7 separate regions of the Mus musculus genome follow, and regions 1, 2, 3, 5, 6 and 7 are each linked to region 4. A link is a contact called in public promoter capture Hi-C data. All regions are on one chromosome and are shown on one strand. Each heading gives the region's core, a stretch centred on a gene start, on an enhancer-like site or on the middle of the called end of the contact. The rest is flanking DNA. Distances are from core to core; before and after follow the strand shown. Region 1 holds the start of Sirt6 (sirtuin 6). Region 2 holds the start of Polr3b (polymerase (RNA) III (DNA directed) polypeptide B). Region 3 holds the start of Ckap4 (cytoskeleton-associated protein 4). Region 4 holds the start of D10Wsu102e (DNA segment, Chr 10, Wayne State University 102, expressed). Region 5 holds the start of Mterf2 (mitochondrial transcription termination factor 2). Region 6 holds the start of Zfp873 (zinc finger protein 873). Region 7 holds the start of Tmem263 (transmembrane protein 263).

What was found. Promoter capture Hi-C pulls out the DNA fragments that hold promoters and counts their contacts.
Region 1: a contact with region 4 is called in a promoter capture Hi-C map of liver, with 5 times the contacts expected there. The contact joins the promoter of Sirt6 here to the promoter of D10Wsu102e in region 4. A contact is called at or near these places in 5 of 39 promoter capture datasets (the 3T3-L1 cell line, hippocampal neurons, liver and 1 more) and 1 of 115 datasets of contacts at active chromatin or transcription factors (astrocytes).
Region 2: a contact with region 4 is called in a promoter capture Hi-C map of the SN4741 cell line, with 4 times the contacts expected there. The contact joins the promoter of Polr3b here to the promoter of D10Wsu102e in region 4. A contact is called at or near these places in 5 of 39 promoter capture datasets (the C10 cell line, the SN4741 cell line, hippocampal neurons and 1 more).
Region 3: a promoter capture Hi-C map of liver shows a contact between it and region 4, with 3 times the contacts expected there. The contact joins the promoter of Ckap4 here to the promoter of D10Wsu102e in region 4. A contact is called at or near these places in 6 of 39 promoter capture datasets (the 3T3-L1 cell line, the SN4741 cell line, embryonic stem cells and 3 more), 3 of 115 datasets of contacts at active chromatin or transcription factors (embryonic stem cells, extraembryonic endoderm stem cells and pancreatic cancer cells) and 1 of 9 other capture datasets (liver).
Region 5: a promoter capture Hi-C map of liver shows a contact between it and region 4, with 4 times the contacts expected there. The contact joins the promoter of Mterf2 here to the promoter of D10Wsu102e in region 4.
Region 6: a contact with region 4 is called in a promoter capture Hi-C map of liver, with 4 times the contacts expected there. The contact joins the promoter of Zfp873 here to the promoter of D10Wsu102e in region 4. A contact is called at or near these places in 2 of 39 promoter capture datasets (liver and pre-B cells) and 1 of 115 datasets of contacts at active chromatin or transcription factors (embryonic stem cells).
Region 7: a promoter capture Hi-C map of liver shows a contact between it and region 4, with 3 times the contacts expected there. The contact joins the promoter of Tmem263 here to the promoter of D10Wsu102e in region 4. A contact is called at or near these places in 7 of 39 promoter capture datasets (the C10 cell line, hippocampal neurons, liver and 3 more).

The regions. Positions count from the first base shown.
Region 1 is chr10:81,625,882-81,629,363 of GRCm38.p6, forward strand. It overlaps Sirt6 (sirtuin 6), which reads right to left and starts at 1,685. Exons shown (of 8, transcript NM_181586.4): 1 at 1,591-1,685; 2 at 609-736; 3 at 1-17. The coding sequence starts at 1,656. It also overlaps a transcript of Ankrd24 not described here.
Region 2 is chr10:84,620,289-84,623,789 of GRCm38.p6, forward strand. It overlaps Polr3b (polymerase (RNA) III (DNA directed) polypeptide B), which reads left to right and starts at 2,010. Exons shown (of 28, transcript NM_027423.2): 1 at 2,010-2,250. The coding sequence starts at 2,179. It overlaps Gm17249 (a long non-coding RNA gene), which reads right to left and starts at 2,357. Exons shown (of 2, transcript XR_380645.4): 1 at 1,909-2,357; 2 at 235-1,170.
Region 3 is chr10:84,532,174-84,535,387 of GRCm38.p6, forward strand. It overlaps Ckap4 (cytoskeleton-associated protein 4), which reads right to left and starts at 1,715. Exons shown (of 2, transcript NM_175451.1): 1 at 1,274-1,715. The coding sequence starts at 1,693.
Region 4 is chr10:83,358,718-83,362,383 of GRCm38.p6, forward strand. It overlaps D10Wsu102e (DNA segment, Chr 10, Wayne State University 102, expressed), which reads left to right and starts at 1,504. Exons shown (of 4, transcript NM_026579.3): 1 at 1,504-1,656; 2 at 3,330-3,416. The coding sequence starts at 1,542.
Region 5 is chr10:85,126,651-85,130,119 of GRCm38.p6, forward strand. Mterf2 (mitochondrial transcription termination factor 2) reads right to left here and starts at 1,377. Exons shown (of 3, transcript NM_028832.3): 1 at 1,312-1,377.
Region 6 is chr10:82,046,320-82,050,042 of GRCm38.p6, forward strand. Zfp873 (zinc finger protein 873) reads left to right here and starts at 1,804. Exons shown (of 4, transcript NM_001319203.1): 1 at 1,804-1,910. The coding sequence starts at 1,908. Gm46195 (a long non-coding RNA gene) reads right to left here and starts at 1,729. Exons shown (of 2, transcript XR_001779681.1): 1 at 1,570-1,729; 2 at 128-1,267.
Region 7 is chr10:85,100,859-85,104,059 of GRCm38.p6, forward strand. Tmem263 (transmembrane protein 263) reads left to right here and starts at 1,769. Exons shown (of 3, transcript NM_001013028.2): 1 at 1,769-2,139. It overlaps Fhl4 (four and a half LIM domains 4), which reads right to left and starts at 1,637. Exons shown (of 2, transcript NM_010214.4): 1 at 1,438-1,637.

The sequences.
Region 1 (3,482 bases), core at 435-2,934, 1.7 Mb before region 4:
ACACGCCATGGGGGCCTCTGAGGATAGCAAGCAGAGGAGGACAGGCACAGAGGTCAAACATTCATTTTCCAGGCTGTGGGCTCTTCCTGTTAATGCTGAAGTCAGCCCATGCTGGCCCCAGCCCCGTTCTTAGGGTGGTTCTGTATCCTGTGGTGGAGACAATGACTGCCGGGTAGGCAAGAATTCTAAAGAGCATGGGACGTCTTCATGAAAGAGGCGGAGGGGCTGAGGGTCTGGGGGTAAACAAAGGCAGGGGAGCTAGTGGAGCTGGGGCTGAGTACTGGTTAAGACCGGCTGCGGGTTCCCAGAATGCTTTACAGTGGTCATAGGCTGCCACCGAAGGTTATGGGTGAGCTAGTCACTCCACAACATTGAGTCATTCTGACCCTAGAAAACCCAGTGGCTGGCCGAGCTGCATGAATACATTTCCCAGCATGCCTTGCAGCTACTACATTATGTGGGCATGCTCTGATCCTTGGGCAAGTGGAGTTTTTGCTGGGCCTTTCAGAGACATAGGAAAACTGAAAGGTCCTTCTGCCACCTCACCTTAGTCCCTAGAGGTGTATCAGCAAGAGCCCTGCCTCAGTTTCCCCTCATTGTTCACCGACCTGAAGTCGGGGATGCCAGAGGCGGTGCTGATGCCGGCGCCCGTGTGGAAAACCACGCTGGAGGACTGCCACATTAGCCGGGCCAGCTCCCACACCTTGCGTTCCAGCTCCTCTGGTGGGTCGAAGATCTGTAGGGTCAGAGGGCAGGAGGAGGCAACACGTGACCTCCCAAGTGGCAGGCCTCCTGTGGGTCAATGCTCTGTCTGCCCCTTCTCAACATCCCTCAGTTCCAGCCACACTCTTAACACATCGCTGTGTCCTACCCCAGGGCCTTTGCACATGCCGAGCCCTCTTCCCAGAGTGCTGTTCCTGCAGGCAGCCACTCCTTTGTCCTGGTCTGGTTGTGGCCCACGTGACCTCCCCACTGACGTCATCCCCCATCCTGGACTTTAGATAACCCACCTCTCTCCCCTAAATCAAGATGCAGCTCTACTTGTCTAGGGGCTCCGTTAACATGAGGCAGGCAGGGCATGGTGTCGCAGGCCTTTAACACCAGTACTCGGGAGGCAGAGGCAGGAAGATTCCTGTGAGTTCGGGGCCAGCCTGGGCTACAAAGAGAGAACCCTCCACCCTACTACACCCCTTCAGAAACAACAAAGACTGACAGCCCCACACTCAGGATCCATCTGGCCCAGATTCAGGGAGGAGTACAGAGTGGGGTACAGGGATGCCCCCAGGAAAGGGTGCCAGCTTCCGGCCCTGCAGATCTTCCCACAGCTCCAGGTTTTCCCTGACAATTAAGACGTCCACTCCCTGACCTGACGATTTGGTCTCGTTCCCATTAGCCCCTCACTCCTTCCCTGACCCAGGTTCCTCCGTGTCACCCAGCCTGAGCAGTGGGTGTCACTTCCCGCCCCCTCCTTCCAGGGAAGTCCCTCCCATTGTCTAGACTCTATGTTTCATGCTGTTCCCACAATGCCCCGCTTCGCCCGGCCGCTCCCCGTCTGGGGTCATTCGGTGACTCGAACACTGCAGCTCTCACCTCGGGCAGCCCGCACTTGCCCTTATCCGCGTAAGGCGACAACCCTGCTGCATAATTCACCGACATCGTCGCCGGCGCTGCCGCACGGGAACAATAAAGTTTCCCTTGTTGAGGCCGCTTCCGCCGGAAGTGGTGAAGGGACGGTCGGGAAAGAGTAGCCGCCTTCCCTAGATACGTGCCTGAGGGTGGGGTGGGTACGTGGAGGTGAAAAACAGCATTCTTTCCAGAGCGCATGCGCCCTCCTGATGCAGCAAGCTTAGTCTTCAGTGCTGGCCGAGACTACCTCTCTGACTTAGTGGATTCCCCAGTCCTGGGATCCGCGACCAGAGCCAGAAAAGTGATGAGGCCACTCACAGGAGTCGAGGCAGGGGGATTGCGAGTCCCAGACCAACTCCCTGTTTCAAAAGAGACAACATCAGCAAAACCCAGAAATGAAACCAAACAAAGCAAAACAAAAATCCACAGTTCTCAGTGTGTAGAGCCCTGCCCGGAGTGCTTATAGCACTGGCAGGAGGGGACAGAAAGTTCGAAGCCACGCTAGGCTACATGATACCCTAACCTTTGTGACTGTCATCCAGGGTCTGCCTGACTCTGGCTACAGGAGAGAATGAATGGAAAACTGGGGTTCTTGGGCAGAGGAAAGACCTCTGGGCCCCCTGCCAACATTTCCTGGGTTAGTTTCTGGAGTGCACCTCCCGGAATATCACAGAGCATAGGGTTAGGTCCACAGAACTGGGCGAGTTCCACGTGTTACCCAGAGGTGCCCAGAGATGCAAGGAGAGAGGTGAAGAGCCCTGCTTCCGTGGCCATCTAGAGATGGGAGGCACTATCTGACCATTCTGCCTGTTGGTAATCAACAGACACAGGAGCCATGTGATGGGTCAATGGCAGCATATAACAACCGAAGCCTCCTGATCCCCGTGGAGACCCCAAGAAAGGCTTCGAGGAGGCAGGAGCACACAAGGAGGTGGGAGAGGCCGTCCTTGGGGCTGCCCATCTGAGCAAGCTGGCTAACAGCAGCTTGTCTCCTCCCTTGGCTCATCCGTCCCCCGCTCCCCCACCCCAACCTGATCGGGTGTCACCTCTACTCTGCTGCTGGTGGCTCGCAGCTGGAGCGGGTAACCAGAGAGGCTGCTTGGACGCTGGGTTCCGGTCTGGAGTCGCCTGAGGTAGGGGGATGTGGGTGAGGGAGGCCAGGGAAGTCTGGGTGCTGGTGAGGGGTGCTACCTGCAACAGTATGAACACACGCATCTGCACACTTGTGACAGGTGCACACATCCCACGCGGGAGCCAAGGCCCAGGCCCAGTGCGCAGCGTCACCTGTGCTGTGTCACCTCTTCAGAAGGCAAACCCTTAAATCCACAGGCCTTCCCTGCCACCTTGCCGTGGCGATTTCCTTCAGACTGGTAGCATGTGGACAACTCTTTTGGGTGTTTTGTCACCCACCCTTGGTGGTAGGTGTGGGGTGAAAGTGAACCTGATTAGTAGAGGAGGTGGGATCAGTGAATGGATGGATGGATGGGTAGATGGGTGGGTGGATGGGTGAGTGGGTAGATGGGTGGGTGGATGGGTGGGTGGATGGGTGAGTGGGTAGGTGGGTGGGTGGATGGGTGAGTGGGTAGATGGGTGGGTGGATGGGTGGGTGGGTAGATGGGTGGGTGGATGGATGGATGGATGGGTGGGTGGATGGGTAGATGGATGGGTGGGTGGAACTGCCCTAAATAGTGACAGTTTTGACCAGACTTTCTTGCAAAACACTGACTTTCCAGTGTGTCTCCCCCTGTAGCTCCATTACATATGAACCCAGGTTAGAGGTACAGGAGGAGACCCAGCTTGGGAGAACTTGGAAGCTCCGTTTGGGGAGGTAGATAGTTCTGTGTGGGAGAGAGGCG
Region 2 (3,501 bases), core at 760-3,259, 1.3 Mb after region 4:
CCTGCCAATCAGAAAGCTGAGATTTTTTAGTTCTCCAGGTGTCTGTGATCTGGTTTACAGTAGAACCATCTTCATAGTGGGAATCCAAGATGACTTTGTAGAAGACAGCTGACACACCTGAGCCAAACTTGATGTCCTCAAGTCTTCAGCTCCCTTTCCCAACCCCTTCCAGACTACACTAAGTAGGGTGCTCTCTGGTATAATAACTCACAGGGACCATTCAAATGTAGTTTCTCTGAGTAAATCTTAAGGATTTAAGGGGGGGGGGGGCTGATCATTCTTAGTTTTAAATGATTTGTCTTACATGTGAGTATGGGGATCAGAGGACAGCTCTTTAGAGTTGCTTCTCTCCTTCTACAATGTGGGTCTTGGGGGCTGAACGCGGCTTTTCAAGCTTTGTGGCAGGTGACTTAACATACTGAGCCATCTTGGTGGCCTGTAATTTTTTTCTTTCTTTCTTCACTTAGTTTCAGAAGTCTATCAGCACAACGTTTAGATACAAGCACTGAAATTTAACTAGCTAACTCTGTACGCAGATTACCTTGGACCAGGTTTAAAAAAAAAAAAGAACACATATTATTAGATGGTGCTAATTATACAGGTGAACTATTAAATAGTTCAACTATTAAATGGCCAGGAGCATTGTACACACTCATGTGACACCATCCATCTCCACAATTTTTGTATGTTCCCAAACTGAAACTCATTTAAAAACTGTTGGCATCTTTTACCTCTTCTTCCCATGGGATTTTTCTTACCATTGGACTTGCATGAACTCATTTCCAATTTCAGTGACAAATCCTTTTGTCTTCTACCAACTGTGTGTTTACTATTCATAGAGATTTTTTATAGGTGTATCTAATTTTTTAAAAATTAATGGAATACAACTTTTAGCAATTCTTATGCTTTCTCCGTTGCCATCCTTGAAATCTTTCACCAATCAATGTTATTAATACATTACCTTTTCTTTGGAGACAGGGTTTCATGTAGCCCAGGCTGGCCTCGACCTTGTTAGGTAGCCAAGGATGCCCTTGAATTTCTGGATGCCCTCCTACCTCTAGCTTCTAAATGCTGGGATTATAGGTGTCTGTGCTGCCGTGGGAGGATTATGTGCAATCCTTCGTTTATTCGGTGTAGTGGTAACAAACTCCGTCCCTCTGACGTTTCCTTCTAGTGTTTTGTTAAGGTATATTTCATCGACATAGGATTTAAACATATTTTCCCCCAAACCGTTAATTAACTATTCTAATATAATTTATTGGGTTTTCCCTAAGAGGATCTTGGACCTCATTCTTCAAACTCCCTGAGACAGTGAGGTTGTGATCCTACCACCTCTACATACCAAATGCTGGGATTAAAGTCGTGGGCCCCTACACCCTGTCATAGCAGGAATCAACCCCAGGTGCTCTGGAAGAGCAACCAGTAGTCCTCAATCCCTGAGCCGCCCCTGGGTCCTAAGTCACTGATCAGGTCGCTCCCGTTTAAACCCTTCAATGGTGCTTTACTATTCCCAGGGAGAAAGTCTAACACCTTCTAAGAGTTAACACATTTCAGAATCAGGAAGGCATCTTTTACTGCCCCCTGGCTGTCCTGGAACTCACTTTGTAGGCCAGGCTGGCCTCGAACTCAGAAATCCGCCTGCCTCTGCCTCCCGAGTGCTGGGATTAAAGGCGTGCGCCACCACGCCCGGCTGATGCCTGTTCATTACACGCAGGTACCACCAATTATTTAAGCAAGGACTTTTGCTCTTCTGTACTACACAACATACAAGCAGTTTAGACTGAGTTAATTGAAATCTCTGCTTTAGAAGTTCATGTTGTGACTAATGTGTATTATCGAGTCATTTTTCAGATTAGTTATACAGTTAGAACTACTATACTTTGCCGTATTCAATCATTCTGGGGATACTGGAAATGAGCCTGTCAAGAGGCTAGGATTAGCCCGGCGAGACCTCGGAAGTACACCAGTGGGTGTAGTTTTCCACATCCGGCTCGGTCACTTCCGGGTTCCTCCGCAGGTTAGGCCCTGACCAGGCGGAACCTTTTGAAACGCCTCCCCGTAAACAAGCGCCACGGGGACACCGGAGGAGAACGCACACCACTCTCCGCGTGCTACTTGCTTGGAGCCGCACGGGCGGATGTGAACATTCTGCCGACTTCTTCCTCTACCGTGAATGGAATGGATGTTCTAGCCGAGGAGTTCGGGAGCCTGACTCCGGAGCAGCTGACTGCGCCGATCCCGACTGTGGAGGTAAGTGCCGTGAGCGCAGGCAGCGGAAGAGGTTGGAGACGACTAAGGAGGCGTTGCCGGGAGAGTTTTCAGGATGACGAGGGCGGGTCCCTGGGCTTCTACGCATGCTCAGAACTTCTGCACATGCTCGGAGCTCCGGGTGTGTGAGCTTTTACCAGGTGTGGTTCTTGAGCGTTTGTAGCAGCAAGTACAGATCTCTCAGTAGCGTCCTACGTTTAGAAGCTTAGCGAATGGCTCTCGGGTAAAGCTTTTCTAATTTAAGTGTGCACTGGCAAGAATTGGTCCTTGTGTATTCTCTCAGGAACCAATATCTTCTTGCCGATCTCACCTGGAAGGACACAGAGATCCTGAGAACGTAGGCAATGTTCTTGAGGTCCCATAGCCGGCTTTGGTGCTAAAAGTAAATGGGAATCTCACCCTTGTCATCATTTTCCTTTTACTCCACAGTTTCTTTGGACTGCAGGTTTAGTTTAAGTACCTTGACTATCCCTTCGTCCCCCATTTTTGATCTTGTATTTTCTTAGGGGCCCCTATAGCTTTCATCAGATTCTTAAAAGTTAAAGGATAATTGCTTCACGGTGAACTGCCTAAGGAAGTGCAGTTATTGACATGATTTTGTTTCCTGAGAAGGTATATAAATTCTCACTGAACCTTGACATCTTTGGCACAGAATAGGGACATCTAGGACTGAAGATGGTCGAGGAAGAAATTCAGGCAGAGGAACAGGTTGTACATGACCCCAGACACACCATCAGTTGTTTCAGGGGAACAAATAAATCTAGTGGAGCTAGGGGAAGAGGGCAGTAAAAGATGCCTTCCTGATTCTGAAATGTGTTAACTCTTAGAAGGTGTTAGACTTTCTCCCTGGGAATAGTAAAGCACCATTGAAGGGTTTAATTGGGAGCGACCTGATCAGTGACTTAGGACCCAGGGGCGGCTCAGGGATTGAGGACTACTGGTTGCTCTTCCAGAGCACCCGTGGTTGATTCCTGCTATGACAGGGTGTAGGGGCCCACGACTTTAATCTCAGCATTTGGTATGTAGAGGTGGTAGGATCACAACCTCACTGTCTCAGGGACTTTGAAGAATGAGTTCCAAGATCCTCTTAGGGAAAATACACAGTATTTGTCTTTGTGTTTGGCTTATTTCTCAGTGTTCCCCTACTCCTAATCAACAGGACCTGCAGCCCATGCAGCAAAGGATAGTTAAGAATGTAGCCCAGTCCAAAACTGCAGACTTAACTCCAAGCTT
Region 3 (3,214 bases), core at 465-2,964, 1.2 Mb after region 4:
TCAGGCTTCAATAAATATTATGACTGATTAGGAAGAGAGGAAACGGGCTAGCGATCAGACTCCCGCGGGGTGTCTGTGTTCTTAGGATGGTCTGACATTCAGCAGGCAGAGCAGAATCGCCCACTTCATTTCCCCAGCTAAGTCACCTCCCTTGGCCTACACCACTTCACAGGCTGACTCACTCCAGTTGCTCTTCCAGTCTTGAGAGGAAATTCCTAGTGGTGCACACTCAACAAAAAAGTAGGGACTTGGCAGGGCAAGCGGCATGCTGGGAAAGGAGGCCGTGGTTCCGGGCTCAGAAATGGCGGGATTTTTTGTTTCCGTCCAGCAAGTGCGTTTCATTGAGCAAGGATGTGGGTGGAGAGGATGGAGAAGGCACTAGAGGGAAGGGGGCTACACTTGGGCTGGAAGGGTAGAAACTGAGCAGTTTGCCATGAGAGTTGTCTGGTCATTCCTGAAACAGCTCGCTGGGGAATCCTTCCTCACGAATGGCCCACACTTTCTTCCACAATCTGCGACTCAAGCCAGCTGTGGTCTGTGTCAACTCACTTTGTGTCTCTTAAACCTCAATATTCGGGTCTGGAAAATGGAGTCAAATTTGTCAGCCCTCTCTTCCTCCCTCTAGTTAACTCTTTGAGTGAGGAAATAAAATACATGAATACGCTGTCTACACACCACATAAGTGTGATCTAATACTTCTGGCCTGTGTTTCCCCTAAAGCTGGAGTAGGCGACTTCAAAGGCCCACATGGGCTCCTTGGTCCAGCTAAGGACAAGGGACCTAAAGATAGACGTTTCATCTGAACTTAGCAAATGACTAAGCTCACTAGCTTCCCCCACCCCCACCCCCAAAACTCTAGGTCTATTAAAAACTGGCTCGGGTGACTCCTACTGGCATAGCCAAGGTGAAGTCTTGACTAGAGGCTTCCGGGGATGCGATGATTTCCCTTCCAGGCTCCTGTTCGGGCAACTCTGTCCATTCAACGGTTCCTAATGCAAAAAGAATGGGCTACGTAGAGCCTGCCGGCTTCCTTACAGGTCACCGCTAATGTCCTGTGACAGGCCCTTGGCCCATCCTCCCCCAATGGTCTGGCCATCCTCAGAGTCCGCTCCATCCCTCTCTGAGACCATTAACAAAGCGGGTCTGGGACCGCCCTGGCGACTAGGGCGCTGGGGTCCCAGCTCTTGCCACAGGGCCTGGGCAGGAAAGGACCAGGGCCCCTTCAGGGAGGGCAGGAGTAGAGTCCCGACCCCGCAAAAGCTGGAGTACCCACCTTCTGCTCGACGCCCTGCAAGCCCTGGCCCAGCTCATCCCTCTGACGGGAGAAGTCCTGGTGGCCACGCCGGACCTGCTGGACCTCCTCCAGGACGTGATGGACATACCAGCCCGAGAAGGCGGCCGCCGCCACCAGGGAGAGGTAGAAGAGAAAGTTGAGCACCCGGCCAAGCCTGCGCGAGCAGGACGCGGAGGACGCGTTGGCGGTGGCGGCTGAGGACCGGCCGCGGTGGCCGCCCCGGTGCGCCTGGTTCTGCGGGTGCTGCGGCGGGTGCGGCGCGGGAGGCTGCGGCTGCTGCGGCGCCGCCGGCGGCTTCTTCGCCACGTCATCCGCGCCGCCCGACGGGTGGGCGCCCTTGTCCGAGGGGCTCGCGGCGCCGTGGCCGCCCTTGGAGCCCCTTTGTTTGGCCGAGGGCATGGCGGCGGCGGCGGCTCGGCGGGATGGGCGAGCGGGGCGCGCGGCCCGGGACGCTGGCTCCGGCTCCCACGGGGACTGCGCGGGCGGCACGCGGGCGCAGCGGCGTCGGAGCGGCCGGGAACGTGGGGCGACGAGGAAGGAGGCCGGCCGCGGAAGGAGGAGGGGGCCTGGCTCCGCCGCCGCCGCGGCGCCGACCCCGCCTCCCGGGAAGGGAGGCCGAGCCCAGCCCGAGCGCCTGCCACGCAAGCGGGCCGCCGCCCCTCCTCCCTTCGCTGCGACCCCGCGGAGGGCGGGCGGAGCCCGGCGGGGCGAGGCTGGGCGCGGCTGCCCGGATGGCTGAGACTCCCAGTGCCCCGGCTACCCTCGAGAGGAGTCAGCGGGGTGGGGGTGCCTCCTGAGCACTGTGCTGAGCACGATCCCCACCCGGGCCGAGGGGGAGTGCTAGGGGGAGCGGAAAGCACGGTTCTGGAAGGTGGGGACAGGACGGGGGGGGGGGGGGTCAGACGCCCTACTTGCCCACCACTAAGCCGGGAACACCCCTCCTCTAAGGCCGCCCTGCAGCCGGGCCAGGCCTGTCTCTTCCCGAGAATTTTTGGGCTCGAAGGACTCTGCACCCAAGCACCTTGGGTATGGACTAGAACTTGTCCTAGGGAGCTGAGTTACTGAGTTATTGAGTTACTGAGTTACAGACCCTCTTTGCCTGGGCAGTAGACTGTATGCAACACCCCCAGGCCCCTTGGTTCTCTTTTCTTTTGGGGTATCATACAGTCTCTCCACAGCTCCAGTTCCTGACAGGCTCTGGGTTGAGTGTAGAGAAGCCATCAGCACCCTCACTTAGAGGGACACAGGTTGAGGTTGTCACTTCCACATTTGTAAAAAGAAATATAGCAGTGCCAGACCTGTGCTTATCAGCTGGTATGGGCTCTAAAATCCTCGCAAAAGCTTTGAACGGTTGAGATTACATTTGCCCATTTTATAGGAAACACACAAGGCTGAGCCTCGACCCCAACAGAATGCCTCAAGGTCCCACACAGCCGTGTTTTGAACCTTGGGCTGATGCTTCTGAAGCCCATGGGTGAGTCTTCACTCATGACTGGGAGGGAAACCAGAGCCCACCATCAGTGCAGATCATTGGTAATACCAATCTGGACCTTTTCCCCTGCACCTGGCTCCCGCAGTCCTAGTGTGTACTTCTGCGCGGCAGAAGTAGGGATGCTATTTCTTCTGTCTGTAACTTCCTCCCAATCTGCTTAGAAGGGGGAAAAAATTAGAAACAAAACTGGAATCTTCCCATGTTCAAATACCACCACTTCCATACTTTGGTGGTCACATGCCCGACAATACCCCTCTTGAGAAAAGTATTTTCGAGGAGACACTGAATGTGCAACTTTACAAGGGCAAAACTTTGCTGAAGGCCCACTGTGTGCCAGAGAGATGTCTGTCCACTGCTAGAGGCACCTTCCTCAAGGACAATCTTGTTGCTCCTCATTCTTTTCGTAAATCACCTTTAAAATCTGAATA
Region 4 (3,666 bases), core at 254-2,753:
ACAAGGGAGTACTGGGCCATATCCAGGGCACCTGGTTTCAAGGCCCTTAATTCCATTAGGTGCAGAGCTCAGAGTGATAAGGAAGCAGGGGTGGGGTGGGGTGGGGTGGGGGTGGGGAGGAGTGGGTCAGCTGCATGTAGTTAACTAGTGCATACCAGGCAATTAGTTATATATTTTTAAAACTTACACACCTTGATTTAGATAATAGCAATTCCTCTGCTCTCTACCAGTTAACAGACAATTAGGAAAACATGTAGACTTGGGACAGGTGTTCGTTCCTAGGTCTGGGAACATGAACTTGCTTGACCCTGCCAGCAAGATGGAGAAGTTGTCCCTGAGATGGCTGGACTCAGATAACTGTCTCCTTACACATTGTCCCTGAGGAGATGCGTTCACACAGACAACTGTTTACAACAGAAGCTGTTCTGATATAGGGAAGTCCCCAGCTTCCCTAGAGACTGGGACCGTGAATTAAGTTTCTCCCTATGATTAAATGGGAGTCTGGAAATGAAATGGTAGCACTTGGAATACGTTTCTTTCGCTTGTTCTCAACAAAACCATGAGCATTGGGTCCCAGGGGCAGGAAGAGGGGAGGAATGGGGTTTGTCATTCAGGGGTTTTGTTTCAGCTTTTTAGAAATGAAGGATTTGTTTTTCTGTAGGAGACCAAACTCAGTGCCTCACTCACAGCTCTACCTTTTAACTACCACCTGGAACAACCTTTTAGGATTTTGACATGACAGTGTTCCAAAGGCATGCTGTATATATAGCAACGTAAACAGCATTCTTAACACTTCTGGGTTTTGTGTTTACAGTTAAATAGTAAACTAAGCTGGGGTCTGGTCATCCAGACCTGAAATCCAGGCTATTTAGGACCTAGGTGGACTTTGAGTACCAGGTCAACCGGGGTAACTTGGTGAGGCTTTAACAAACAACAAAGTATGGTAATGGGCGGCTGTAGATTTAAGTACACGGAAATGGAAGCTGGAAAATGGTGATTTTGAAGTCAACCTGGGCCAGCCAGGATGACAAAAAATAAAATATAGAAAATGAAAAGAAACTGGGTGTGGTGGCTCCCACCTCTATGGCATCTGGAAGACTAAAGCAGGATTGCTACAAACTGAAGACCACAGAAACCTCCCCAAACAACAACAAAAATGGAAATAACGACAAAGGCCTCGCACCACCTTCTTCATGCTTGCATTTGCTTAGCTTGACCAAGCCGGGTTGATTCTTTTCTAACAACAATAAAGGAGGAGACTAGGGCTAGACTTGGGCTGGGGTAGACTAGGCGCCTGACACGTGCATCCGCAGCGCTCCGCCCACGCAGTGTGGTGCCTTGTTCCCATCCTCCACCCCGCCTCGGCCCCACCCCCGCTTCCGGTTCCCGTGGGTCTGAACTTCATCTCTAGGCGCGAGCTCTGGCCACGCACCCGTAAGTCACCGCCCACCTCCTAGTTTCGGCCAATTGCTGCCTTGACCCCGCCCCTTCCCCGTGCCTTCCTATATCCGGGCTTCTTTCAGTGGCGCTGGGTTGGAAGCATGGAGTTCCAGGGCGAGCGCGGGACCGGTCCTGGTGTTTCTTCGTCTTCTGTAGCCTGCTCGCAGGTCACGGTGTCCAGGGAGCTGCTGACGGCGGGGAGCGAGGGTTCGGGAGGTGAGCGACGGTGGAGAGCGGGGTGGGTTGGAGGGACACGGAACGCTGCTGGGTCAGGGACACTGCGGGACCCGGGAACGCTACTGGAGACACTGCAGGAGGTTGGGGATGCTACCGGGGACCGGGCACGCTGCGGGGTTCTGGGACACTGAGGCGCCCGAGACGCGGCAGGGCCGGGGAAGCCAAGGAGCTCGAGACGCTGTGGGGAGTCGGGGGTCCGGGTTATTGCGGGGCCGCGGACGCCGAGGAGCCAGAGACCCTGCGATGGCTAGGGATGCCGGGGAGCCTGGAACGCTGCGGGGGTATGGGACACCGAGAGAGTCCGAGACGCTGCGGAGGTCGGAGATACCGCGGAGTCTGGGACGCTAATTGGGAGGGGATGCCACGGAGCCCGAGACGCTGCCGGGGTCTGTCCGGGGTACGACTAGGCCAGCCCGGCGCTGGGCGGTGGTGGTTCTTTTTTTTTTTTTCCTCTACCTGCCAAGCCGGTCCAGGCCAGGTGGTCCTTGTAGAGTTCATTAGGAACCGCCCAGCCTGGCAGCATTTGGAGAGGCAGAGGCAGGCGTATTTTTGAGTTCGAGGCCAGCCTGGTCTACAAAGTGAGTTCCAGGACAGCCAGGGCTACAGAGAAACCCTGTCTCGAATAAACAAAGAACAAAATACAAAAAAAAAAAAAAAAAAAAAAAAAGTGGGCAAAGGCTTGAGTCTTCAGTGTTTGTTGCTTGGACTGGGCAGTTGGTTTGTTTGGAAAGGTGCAACTCGGAATAATTAATTTTTTAAATTGAGCACCTTCTAGGTAGGAGAGCTAGGCAAGTATATTCTACAAAAAAAAAAAAGCCCAGTCTGACTTGCCCAAGTCTACATAACCGTTTCTGGTTCTCTGTATTATGTACCTCTGGTATGTGGAGGGGGCTATTCTCTCTTCCTACTATGTGGGGAGTGAATAGCGCTTCCAATTTGGGAGGCAAGCACTGTGTCCATAAAACCCTCTTTTTGGGCCCTATTTCTGACTTCTGACTTACCTTTTGTGTGTGTGTGTGTGTGTGTGTGTGTGTGTTTCAAGACAGTGATTCTCTGTGTTGCCCTGATTGTTCTGAAACTTACTCTGTAGATCAGGCAAGCCTCGAACTCTTGCCTGTGCCTCTTAAGTGTTGGGATTAAAGCATATCTGAATTTCTTAACTAAAATCAAAGACTCATTGCAGGTCTACATTTTGCTAACTGTGCTGTTTAAAGTTGTGCGTTGTGCATCCCTGTTGCCTTAAGAGGTCACAAAGTGTCGAATGCTCTGGTACTGGAATTATAGTCCAGTTGAGCCCCCATGTGGGTGCTAGGAATCAAACAAGAGCAGCTAGTGCTTGAGACATAGCCTTGGCTGGCCTGGAGCACAGAGATCCACTTGCCTGTCTTTTGAGTGTGCCCTGCCATGCCTAGTCCCCCTCCCTGTTTGTCAATGTGTATTTATTAGATCAGTACTAGAGGTTGGGGAGATAGACGTACAGACAGGAGTGTTGGCTCCTCCTCTGTCAGAGTTAGGGGTGGTTCAGACTTCAGGCTGTGCTGATGGGCCCGGCTCTCACAGTTCTTTGGTGTAGAGGCTCATCTCATTTCTGAGTTGCACTTGTTGCTCAGGGCTGTTTTATGCCATGAATTGTTTTGTGTGTGTGGTTTCAGGTATCTGGGACCAGTTGCTCATCAGCTCTAAGCCTCATCCCAGAAAGACCTCTACACTTCAAACAGTTCGGATGCAGAGGAGCCCTTGTAAGTACCTAGTTTCTACTCTAGAGGGCACTCCCCCAATTGAGGCTAGTTAATCCATTATTTGATGGGGACAGTCTGTCTTCATGGCACATATCAAACCGTAGAATCAAATATATTGTGTAAATGACTGAGGAATAGAATTTCTCATGTTAATTCCCTGGTTGCAGGCTTTTTGTTTTTTTTTTTTTTTTTTTTTTTTTGTTTTCAGAATAAAAGGTGTTTTTGAAACCCCAAAAGGCCCAGCTAGCTA
Region 5 (3,469 bases), core at 127-2,626, 1.8 Mb after region 4:
CACTTTCTTAAGGAAATGCCTCTGATGTTTCAGAATAGATGAAGCCCCATGTCCCCTTTAAGGGTGTTTACGGCACCATGGACTGCAATGCTCCACCTGGGATGGCTGTGACCCCTCACGTTTCTGCTTCACTATCCCACACAACCCACTTTGCAGCACCGTGTTCTAATGAACTGTCTCCCTGCCCTTCATGGGCTGCCATCACTGACTCTGGGAAAGAGAGGGGCAGGCAGTTCCCGGTGTGTTTTTTTACTTTATAGTAATATTTATCAATTGTCCATTCAACTTGTAGGGTTTTTTTGTTTGTTTTTTTGTTTGTTTGTTTGTTTTAAGCTCAGGCTGCTGTCAGGATGGTAGGCACTAGCTCTCCTGGCCAAACATTTCATATTTCTGTTGGGATCACAGACCATCTGAGAACTTGAGAGTTACAGACTTTACAAAAAAAAAATAAGGAAGGCCCACACCTTTTTCACTTCAGAAATGGCGTTAGCAAGAACTATGAGCAGCCCATAGTGACTGTGTATGCAGGGGAGAGCCGAGACTGAATACTGTTATTTCCTGTAATGAGCAAACAAAGAACACGATGCACAAGGCAATAACAGCAAATTAACAAATCAGGCTATGAAACAATGCAGAGGGCAAAAGTGAGTTACTTTAGCGCAGCTACACTGCCTTGGAATTAATCTCCAATTAGCTGTGACTTTTTAGGAAGTAATATCACCTTTCTGTGTGGGCAGTGTGGGCATCAGGAACATGGGGACGCTATTCCTTGGTGAAAGATCATGTTAAACGAGTTAATAGTAGTTCAGAGTATTAAAAAACAAAACAAAGCCCTCACATCTACTCCTCATTAAACCATAGTTCCCCTTAAAGATGAGGCCAGGATGCAGGTGTAGCTTGCCCAAGGCTGCCCACCTAAGAATGGCAGTCCTCTTAGCCTTGTGTCCTATGTACAATGATGCTCTTGCTAAAAAGGTCACATAGTCTGCTCTCTTATGCAATCCTCTCAAGCAATCCTGAGGTGAGAAATACATTTTTATAATTAAAACAGTCCTCTCAATAAAACCAATTAAGTTCTGATCTGACAGTTTCAAGTGAATTCCAATTTGTAGGCAAAGAACCACAAAGTTGGTCAGAGGAAGGGCCCTGCCAGGACCGCTACCGTGGCCTCTTATTTACGTGTGCAGCCTCCTTTTTTCAGTGCTCCGAGGTGGAGTGCCTGTGTGGACGTTCTCGGTGGGCAGCTGCTAACCCTGACCCCGGTAGGCAGGCTTGAGGCTCAGCCAGAGCTGGAGAAATAGGGTGGCTTACCTGTGGGCAGCAGTCCAAGCACAGCGGAGAGACCTTGGGCGTTGAGCTAAGTTCCCACCCTGTTCCGCAGGCCTCTCCACTCAGGAAACAGATCCTAGGTAACTGGCAGGGCTTCGCCTTGGCTGGTAACCAATCAGAGCTCGAGAAACTGATGTGCAGGAAGTCACGCCTCCATCCCGAGCGTAGCCAATTAGAACACTGTGTACAGGCTCCCGTGGGAATAAGTGAGCCACACTACAGGGTCTATTGCCACCAGTGCCACCTGGCGCTTCTGTCTCAGCAAACTCTGGTGGTTCAGTCTCTTTGTCCCTTAGAGAACGTTACAACTCGTTGAGAGAAAGAGGCAGGGAGGAGGGGCAGATCAGAACCTGTTGTCTGTAATGTGGAGCCATTCAGAATTCTCAAGTTTAAAACTTTGAAACCTGACCTGTCCAAACAAAACAAACCCCTCACATCTGCGGTAAACACCAGGTCTGATTCCCTAAATGCCATTCATCCTTTTTACCCCTAGATGACTTTGCCCAAATACTGCTAAACTGCCTTTTGCTTTACATTCTAAGTTATTCGTGATGCCCACACTCATAAACCAGCCAACCAAAAGCCAGAATCTTTTTCATCCATCCTTCAGATAAATATTTACAGGCTGCCGCCTCAGCACCAAGCATGCGGAACTGCAGCGCTAGGACCTTGGACAGGGCAACAGGAACTGAAACACATTAACGTGGTAACCACAATGAGAGTGAAGTGCTACCCAGGAAAGAGTCCCCTGTGCCCACCCTGTGCTGTATGCAGTTAGAGCAAGGAAAATGGTGTTTCCTAGGCTGATAGCCCGCCTCGTTACCTTTCTAAGGGTCTCTCACTCAGGTTGACACCTCCCCTTCATGTGGAGTGGAGGCTCCTGATTATGTCCTTAGCTAAGAACAATGCTTGATCCACAGTTAAGAACTCCAGAATGTTAATCATATCTGAAAACAGCCGTGTGGTTTACACTTTGTGGGCTTTAGAGGAACAGAGTCCTGACTCCTAAAGATCAGTTCTGATCCTCAGGCTACTCCGGAATTAACTGAGCAGCTACTACCTAGATGAGTAGGTGATCTATGTCCAATAACCCTTCTTAGCACATCAACACTCTATTCATGGATTTTACTGCACACTTTCTTACAAAAATTTGGGATTCATGGTTAAGATGTGCTATCCTCACTTGGGAAAAGGAAACTACAGTCAAGTATAGAAAAGGAATAAGTGGTCACATCGCAGCATGGGGAAGGATTAGACAAAGACAGCCTGGAATTACACAGTAATCTAGGCCAGTTTTGTTTAGTTTCAGGCACTGTCTCAAAAGCCAACCCACACCCCCCATCAGACAATTGAAAAAAAAAGGGGGGGAAGAAAGAAAGTTATAGGTGTTAAAGTCAAGACTTGGAATTGCATGCTGTGCAATCACTTGTTAGGAGAGGGACGCAGAACTGAGAATCATGGTGTGGGAAGCTTGCACCAAGGCTCCACACAACCTGTGCACTGTGATCAAAAGTAGCTGCTAACTCAGCCACACTGACTGTGGCCAGTGACTGGGCTCAGACTTTGCCATCTTCTTACAGTGCGTTTCTAGGGCCTGACACTCAGAAAAAACCTTAGGAGGAACAGGTGATGAGACTACTACTATGTATATTTTCCTAAAGAAAACTACAAAAATCAAACAATTCTGAAGTCTCTATAAGAAATAAAGTTATACTGGGTATAGTGGTTTGAATGAGAATGGTCCCCACAGGCTTGTTTGAATACTTGGGCCCCAGCTGGTGGAGCTGTTTGGGAAGGATGAAGAGGCGTGGCCTTGTTGCAGGAGATGCTTTGAGGTTCTTGCCATTCCTGGGCTCCCTCTTGAGTCTCTCAGTTATGGACTGAGGTGTGAGAACTCAGGTGTTCCGTGCTCTGTGATCATGAACTCTGTCTGAAATACCCACATTAAATTCTTTTATAAGCTGCACTGATGCTTTATCACAGTAACAGAAAAGTAACTAAACAATGGTTATCATTCTTGTACATGTAAAAGTCACTGCTTTAAGGGCATGAGAAAAACATAAGGAAGCTGCAAGTTAATCCAAAAGCATGGCTCCTTCAATTTCTCAGTGCGCAGTAGTAAGAACGCAAGGAGTCAGGA
Region 6 (3,723 bases), core at 554-3,053, 1.3 Mb before region 4:
GGCATGTGTCACCACTGCCCAGCGTGATGCTTATTAAATTCTCATAATGCCACATACCCCAATGCCAGGTACCTGATCAATGTTTTGAGGGCATTTTTTCTAAGAAACAACACAAGGAAAGAATGCCTTAACAGATGTCACAATTTTAGTGATAGCCACATGAGAGCCATGTTGTACAACTGCCTGTCCATTTGGGTTCACACCATTCAATTATTGTAAAAGGCATAAGCATTGTTGAGTGTGTGCCTTAGTTACGGTTCTATTGCTATGAAAAAACACCATGACCATGGCAAGTCTTATAAAGAAATCTATTTAGTTGGGGCTGGCTTACATTGTCAGAGGTTCAGTCCATTATCATCATGGTAGGAGCATAGCAGTGAGCAGGCAGTCAAGGTGTTGAAGGAGCCAAGAGTTCTACATCTTGATCTGATTGTACCCAGTACAGGACAGGCTGTCTTCCCTAGGTAGCCACGAGGAGGCAGTCTCCCACACTGGATGAAGCTTGACCATAGGAGCCTCAACACCCACCTCGCTAAGTGCCACACATCTTCCAAGGCCATACCTACCCCAACATTGACACACCTGAGTCGTGCCAATCCCCATGGGCCAAGCACATTCAAACCACCACATTCCATTTCCTGGCCTTACATCCTTGTTTAAACACACAAGTCTATAGGGGCCATCATAGCCACAATGCAAAAGTCCCCATAGTATATCATAGTCTCAACAATGTTTAAAAGTCCAAAGTTCAGAGTCTCTTCTGAGACTTATGCAATCTCTTAACTGTAATCACCTGAAAAAAAATCTCAATCATAATGGAAATTGTGTATTTTCAACATCACAGGATGCACATGACCAGTCCAAAATTATAGTGAGGAAATACTGGACCAAAGCCAGACCAGAAATCAGCTGGGGAAACGCCAAACTCTGCATTTTCATGTCTAATCTCTAACTCCTTTCAGCTTTGGTGACTGAAACACAATTCTTTCTCTTGGCTGGCTCCACTTCCTATTAGCAGTTTTCCTTGGCAGGTATTCTATGGCTCTGGCATCTCTAATATAGTCTCCGAGGCAACTTCAACTTCACACCTTCTTGTTCCAATGTTGGGGATCCACACACATTATCTTCTGGGCTCCTCCAAAGGGCTTGAGTCATATCTCCAGCTCTGCCCTCTGTAGCACTCTGCGCTGTTCTTGGTGATCATCCCTTGGTTTTGGGCTCTCCAGTATGCTCTGGTCTTGTGCTCCAACTAGGCTCCATCAATAGCCTCTCAGGCAGACCAAGAGATCGGGAATGTAAAGGGTAGATGAAAAATAAAAATACATCCCCACCCCTAGGTAATCTAAATGGTTGGATTATAAAGGGAAGGGCCGCTGTGGGAAGCAGGGCTGTAGAAGTTCAGGGTAGGGTCGGGGCATGCCAGCCAACTCTGTAAGCAGTATGGACTGAGGGATGCAGGGAGAAGTTGACAGACAGCCTCTGCGCTGATAAAGTACCCACCTTAGTTTTTTATCCCTGGTTGTAGGACCTAACATTCTGTGCCCAGGAGGAAGAAGGGGAAATACCTACTGTGTGAAGGAGAAGTGCCGGAATGACTTTGCAATCCAGGCACAAGTTCAGCTGCAATGCCAATCTCCACAGCTCTGGGAAAGTTCTGTCCCTGCAAACCACTGTGCATTGTCCCTGTAAGGCACTCTTGACTCTAGAGTGTTAGCGCCTGTCACAGAGGCCTTATTAACCAATCAGAGCCTGGATTCGGACTGCCAGTCAGAACGGAGGCGGGCACTTCCGCCACCATGCTGCAGGTTTGACTGTGAGTCTTAGGGAAGCTCTTGTGGTTCTGTGTGCTGCTTTTTCAACTGCTGCTAGGAGCTGTGAGGAGAGTGGGTGAGCCCGGAATCCGCACCATGGTGAGCGGGGCCGCCGTCCCCACGCGGGGAGGATCTGCGGGAGCCCGGGGTGCGGGAACCGGCGGCGAGACGCGGGGCCCGGTGTGATTCCCTTTGTTCCCCCTGAGGTCCCCTCATCTCCCAGGCGGAGGCGGGACCTCTGATCGACTTAGTTCCCCTCTCTGCGCCTGCGTACAACTTGGGACGCCGGACCTGCTGTCCGCAAAGTGCAAAGCACCATTCAGTGCACGCGCATGCGCGGGTTTCACGGTAGCCAGATTTTCTGACTTGCAGAGCTCTAGTTTCTCTAGAGTCTTCTAGAAGTTCTTCACTTGGCATTTGCCATTCAGGTGTGGGCTCCATCTCCAGTGAATTCTGCGCAGGTGTAAAGTCTGTGCTATTAACACATTCGCATGCAGATGCCACCGTGGTCCAATCCCATGTGTAAGACCAGACTTACTGGGTTACCTACATTAACTGTGTTGCTGTTTCTGAGTGCTCTCTCGTGTTTTGTTGGTCTCTTTCTTTCTCAAACAGCACAGTCTTTATCGCAGGTGTAGGGTAACTTAGAAGCCAGACGGTGTCACTGTGCTGTTTATTCAGCCTTGTGTGTTCATGTTTTCTTTCATGCTGACCTTTTGTCATCGGCTTTCTGTCGTTCATTGCAGAAATCGTTAGACTCTTTAGTGGACGTTTGTTGAATCCATAGCTCAGATTGTGTCCTGCAATAATACTGAGACTTCTTGTCTACAATCTTGCAATTTCTCTCCTTTGATTGAATTCGTTGATTTTTTTTTTTTTATTATATATTTATAGTTTTGGCAACCGATATTTGTCCCACTTCTGTGTATTTCTGGCCATTTTATCCATGGTGACATATAAGAGATATGGGGATCTGTACTTTTAATTTACTACATTTGTTTCTTGTACACAAGTGTTTGGCTTTCTTGTATTTGTGTTTATCAGTTGGGTGTTTGGTGTCCATAGAAGACCAAAGAGGCCATTAGATGTCGCCACCAGGATCTAGGAATAATTTTTTACCACCATGTTAGTGCTGGGAACCAAACCCAGCTCTTCCACTAGAGCAGAAGTCTTAGTTGCTGAGCCATCTCTTCTGTCTTAAACTTGACAGACTTTGAAAAATTTGCATGTGAGTGTGCCCATTTCACAGGCTGAAAACTGAGGGTTAAGGTGATTGAGGTTTGTTAAAAGTCTTGTGTTTGGGAGTTGGGAGATGTCTCAGAGGTACTGTTTGAGACTCGGTCTGTTTGACACAAGCTAGAGTCAGACTGGCCTGTGGGCAAATGTGTAGGGTATTCTCCTGATTAATGATTGATATAATAGTGCTTACCCCACTGTGTTTGGTGCCACCATGGCCACCAGTCAAGATCATTTGTACTTTTGTGGCTAGGAACAATTGCTGAGGACCAGCCTCAGTTGTTTTGGGGTTCTTGAGAATGGGAGGATTGGACCAGTGTGAAGTCAAGAGTCTCAGGCAATGATGCAGGCTCAAGCTGACAGGTGACTCATAGTTGTTCAGAAGCTGAGCTCAGAGACAGCTTTCTGGTTTGTCTTTTCTTTTTCTCTCTGAGTTCATCTCAGGCTTTTATTGGTTACACACTTCCTTGTTATGCAGTAATACATAATCCAAAGCCTTTTCATTACTTTTCTCAAGCACATTAGTTTTTCTGAAAAACCTCATGTAACTATGCCACCAGAAAGCATAATGCACACCCAAAGACACAGTTTAGTGTCTGCTAAAGCAAGTTTTACATTAACCTTTATCTCTCAGAAAAAACTCCACATCACAGGTCATCTAGGCATGAACATATGG
Region 7 (3,201 bases), core at 519-3,018, 1.7 Mb after region 4:
CCAAGCTATCTGAAATCAAGATAGCATCAGGATAGAAACAATTCAATTAAGATTCTCATATAGACAAGAGTGGCTTAGAACTGAATGGGATGTTGTTCTTTTTAAAAAGAAGATGGCATCAGATAGCTGTGAGCTGACATGTGGGTGTGGGGAACTGAACTCAGGACCTTTGCAAGAGCAGTGAGTGCTCTTAACCACTGGGCCCTCTCTCCATTATTATAGGTAAGGAAACTGAGACAGCAAGAACTGACTGGGGTCAGATCTATAAGAAATACTGGACTACCTGTACTTGTAGGTTCAGAAGGAGCCAAAAGCTCCCTGGTACCTTCATTGGTTTATGAAACAGAATATACCACTGCTTTGAATTATAGCCTTAATTACTAGCAAAACTGTAAGTCAATTTGGAAAGAAAGTTATAAAGTTCTGCATTGTAATTTTGCCCAGGGTTCAATCTTGAAATCACCTATTAAAATCCTATTAAGAATTCAGGAGTCTATGACAATAAAAGATTGGTACTCAGTTAATACCACAGTTCAAACTCTCCTAATCATCATTCTCTTTTAGTTCTGTAAAACAAGATTATCATAATTTCAGCACAGTGATCTGAATGGACTTAATTCATCGATTTGATAACGGTTAAGCTCTAGTTCATTCTATTTAAGAACTGAACCAAGGTTAGCTCCCTCTCAGGATTTTTTGTTGTTGCTGTTAGCATCCCTTTTCTGAGACTTGATAAACACTTGCTATCCAGTTACACCACGCTGATTACTTTCATTTAAAAATTGAGGTCCCCTGTCCTGTGTATGTTTCCACTTGATAACTAGGTCGTGAAAAGAAAAAAAATCTCACGTTTTGGTATAATTTCTCAGTAAAGCCCCCTTACACCCACAGTCTCTCTTCTTATCTTTCCCAAAAGTGTAGGGTGGACTTATTGTCATTTTTATCTTAAAGATGTTGAGAGTCAAGGAAAAGCTAATAGCAATTATCTAGTCAGGTAGCCATTTCGTCACGTCTCTGCTTCCTCCTCACAGCCTTCCTAGGCAGCTATCACAAGCCCCCTTGGAAGCTCACTGTCCTGTTTCCCATCTGAAGCAGAGGCAACGCTGAACCCAGAGGACTTCCCAGACAGCATCTTCTTAGGCTGCTCAATACTTTACAGGACCCCACCAGGGATCCCCCCTCCCCCCAAGGCTGGCAAGAACGTGGAGGGGCCCTGACGAAGCCCTAGTTAGGAAGTGACAGTTTTCCTCCCTCTCCAGTTCAATTCTCACATCGATGAACCAACCTTCTTTCGCTACCAAAATTCAAGGCCCCCTGAAAGGCCTTGGGCATCCGCTGTGTGATGAGGGCGAACCTGACATGTTTACGCTCAAGGACTCCAGGTGGACCAACAACAACAACAAAAACCCCACACAAATTAGCAAGGCCTCGCCTCACCCTATCACTCGGTGACACAGGCTCGCAGAGCGCCCTGGGGAGAGCGACTGACAGAGGCCCTGCCCGTCACTCCCTTAGGGCAGCAGCTAAAGGTTGAAGCCCCTGGGCGAAGGAGAGGGAGACACCGGCGAGCATGCCGCCCTCCTCAGGGGAGAAGTTCTAAACCCCCATAACCGTTAGTTCCCTCGAGCCCGGAGAGTGGCCGAAGACTCGGGCGAGGCCGGAGGCGCGCGCCTCGCCGGGGCAGCGCCCCCTCGCCTGCTCTGATTGGGTGGCCGGGGCGGAGGGGGCGGGGAGACCCTCCGGATGAGGCGCGCGCGCAGGCTGGCCGGGGGCTGCTGGGAGGGCTGCGCGCGCCGAGCGACCGGTGGGCGCGGGAGGTGGGGGGGCGGAGGGCCGGGGGCGCGAGTGCGCGTGCGCGTCGGAACCCGAGGCGCGGGAGGAGGCGGGAGCTCCGGAGGCTGCGGAGGGGGCGGGTCGCGTCAGGCGCCACGTCCGCAGCCAGAAGCCGCCGCTGCCGCCGCCGCCGCCTCGCACCGACCTCGCACCGAGAGTCTTCCGACTTCTGAGCCGGAGAAGAGCATCTAGGTCGCGTAAGCCACTCCCGGGCCGCATCAGGGCCTCTGCTGCCCCGGCCGCTTCTGCTGTTCTCCGTGCCACCGCTCCCTCCGCCCGGCCGCAGCTCCCGGCCTCGACCCCGCGGTGAGTGAGTGTGTCCCATGGCTGGGGCGGGGGCGGGAGGGTGTCGTCGGCCTGAGTGGCCGCACTCCGGGCCCTTTCCCGTTAGCCTCATCTGCACCTCACCTGCACGACCCCGGGGCCTGGCCGCTCCAGCCTGGCCCTTTGCGGGGGGACACTGAACGGGAGGGGGATGGGCGGGAGTCGTTGGGGGGCGTACGGAGGTATGGGGTTACCCCAGTGGGTCCACGAGTTTGTGGACGCGGTGTCTGCAGTTGAAGGGAGTCGCTCTGGAAGCCTGGGTCTGACCTCTTGCCTTGAGTGTCAGGCTGGTGCGGAGGAGGAGATGGGGCATCCGAGGAGGAGCCCAGCTTCCTTGCCCCACTTAACTTCTGACCTGTTGATAAACGGTCCCGGTGGGTTCAAGTACACAGGGCTTGGCTCCAAGCGGAGATTCCCGCTGCTCTTCCTAAATCGGGAACTCCACTCCCACGCCTGTTCTAAGCCCGCAGGTGTGGGAATGAAGAGGGGCGCTGGCAGTGTCAAGGAGTGACTGGGGAGCAGGGGGGAAGGAGTCCTGGAGCAGCCGCCAGTGCAGTCACTGCCGACCCCAAGCTCAATCCAAAACCGAGCCTGCCATGCACAAGCAGCATCTAGTCTAGCCCCGGAGCTGCCACTCGGGATCAAGTTGGATCGTCTCTCTTAAGCCCGTCTTATATTGGAATTCCGCAGGAACTAGGGTGTGCTGGATGGACAACGAAGGGGCGGAGGAAGGAGGTGTCCAAGCCAGCACCAGCCTCTAGGGTCATTTTCTGCCTCTCCTGCCACGTCACTGCTCTGCTCAGGGGAAAAAAAAAAAGACTTGCTTGTGCCTAAAGGTGGATCAATGAGGGGGAGCTAGGGCTGCTGGGAAGAGTTAGAAACACCTAGACTAGGAAGCGAAATCTTACTTGATTGTGTCTTTTGTATCTTGTGAACGCTACTAATCCAAAAGGAAACATTGTGGGTATTTGTATCTGCTATTGGTTAGTGCTTAAAACTTCTAGTTGTTGCCGCTCAAGGGCTATCACACTAACAGGTAAGTAT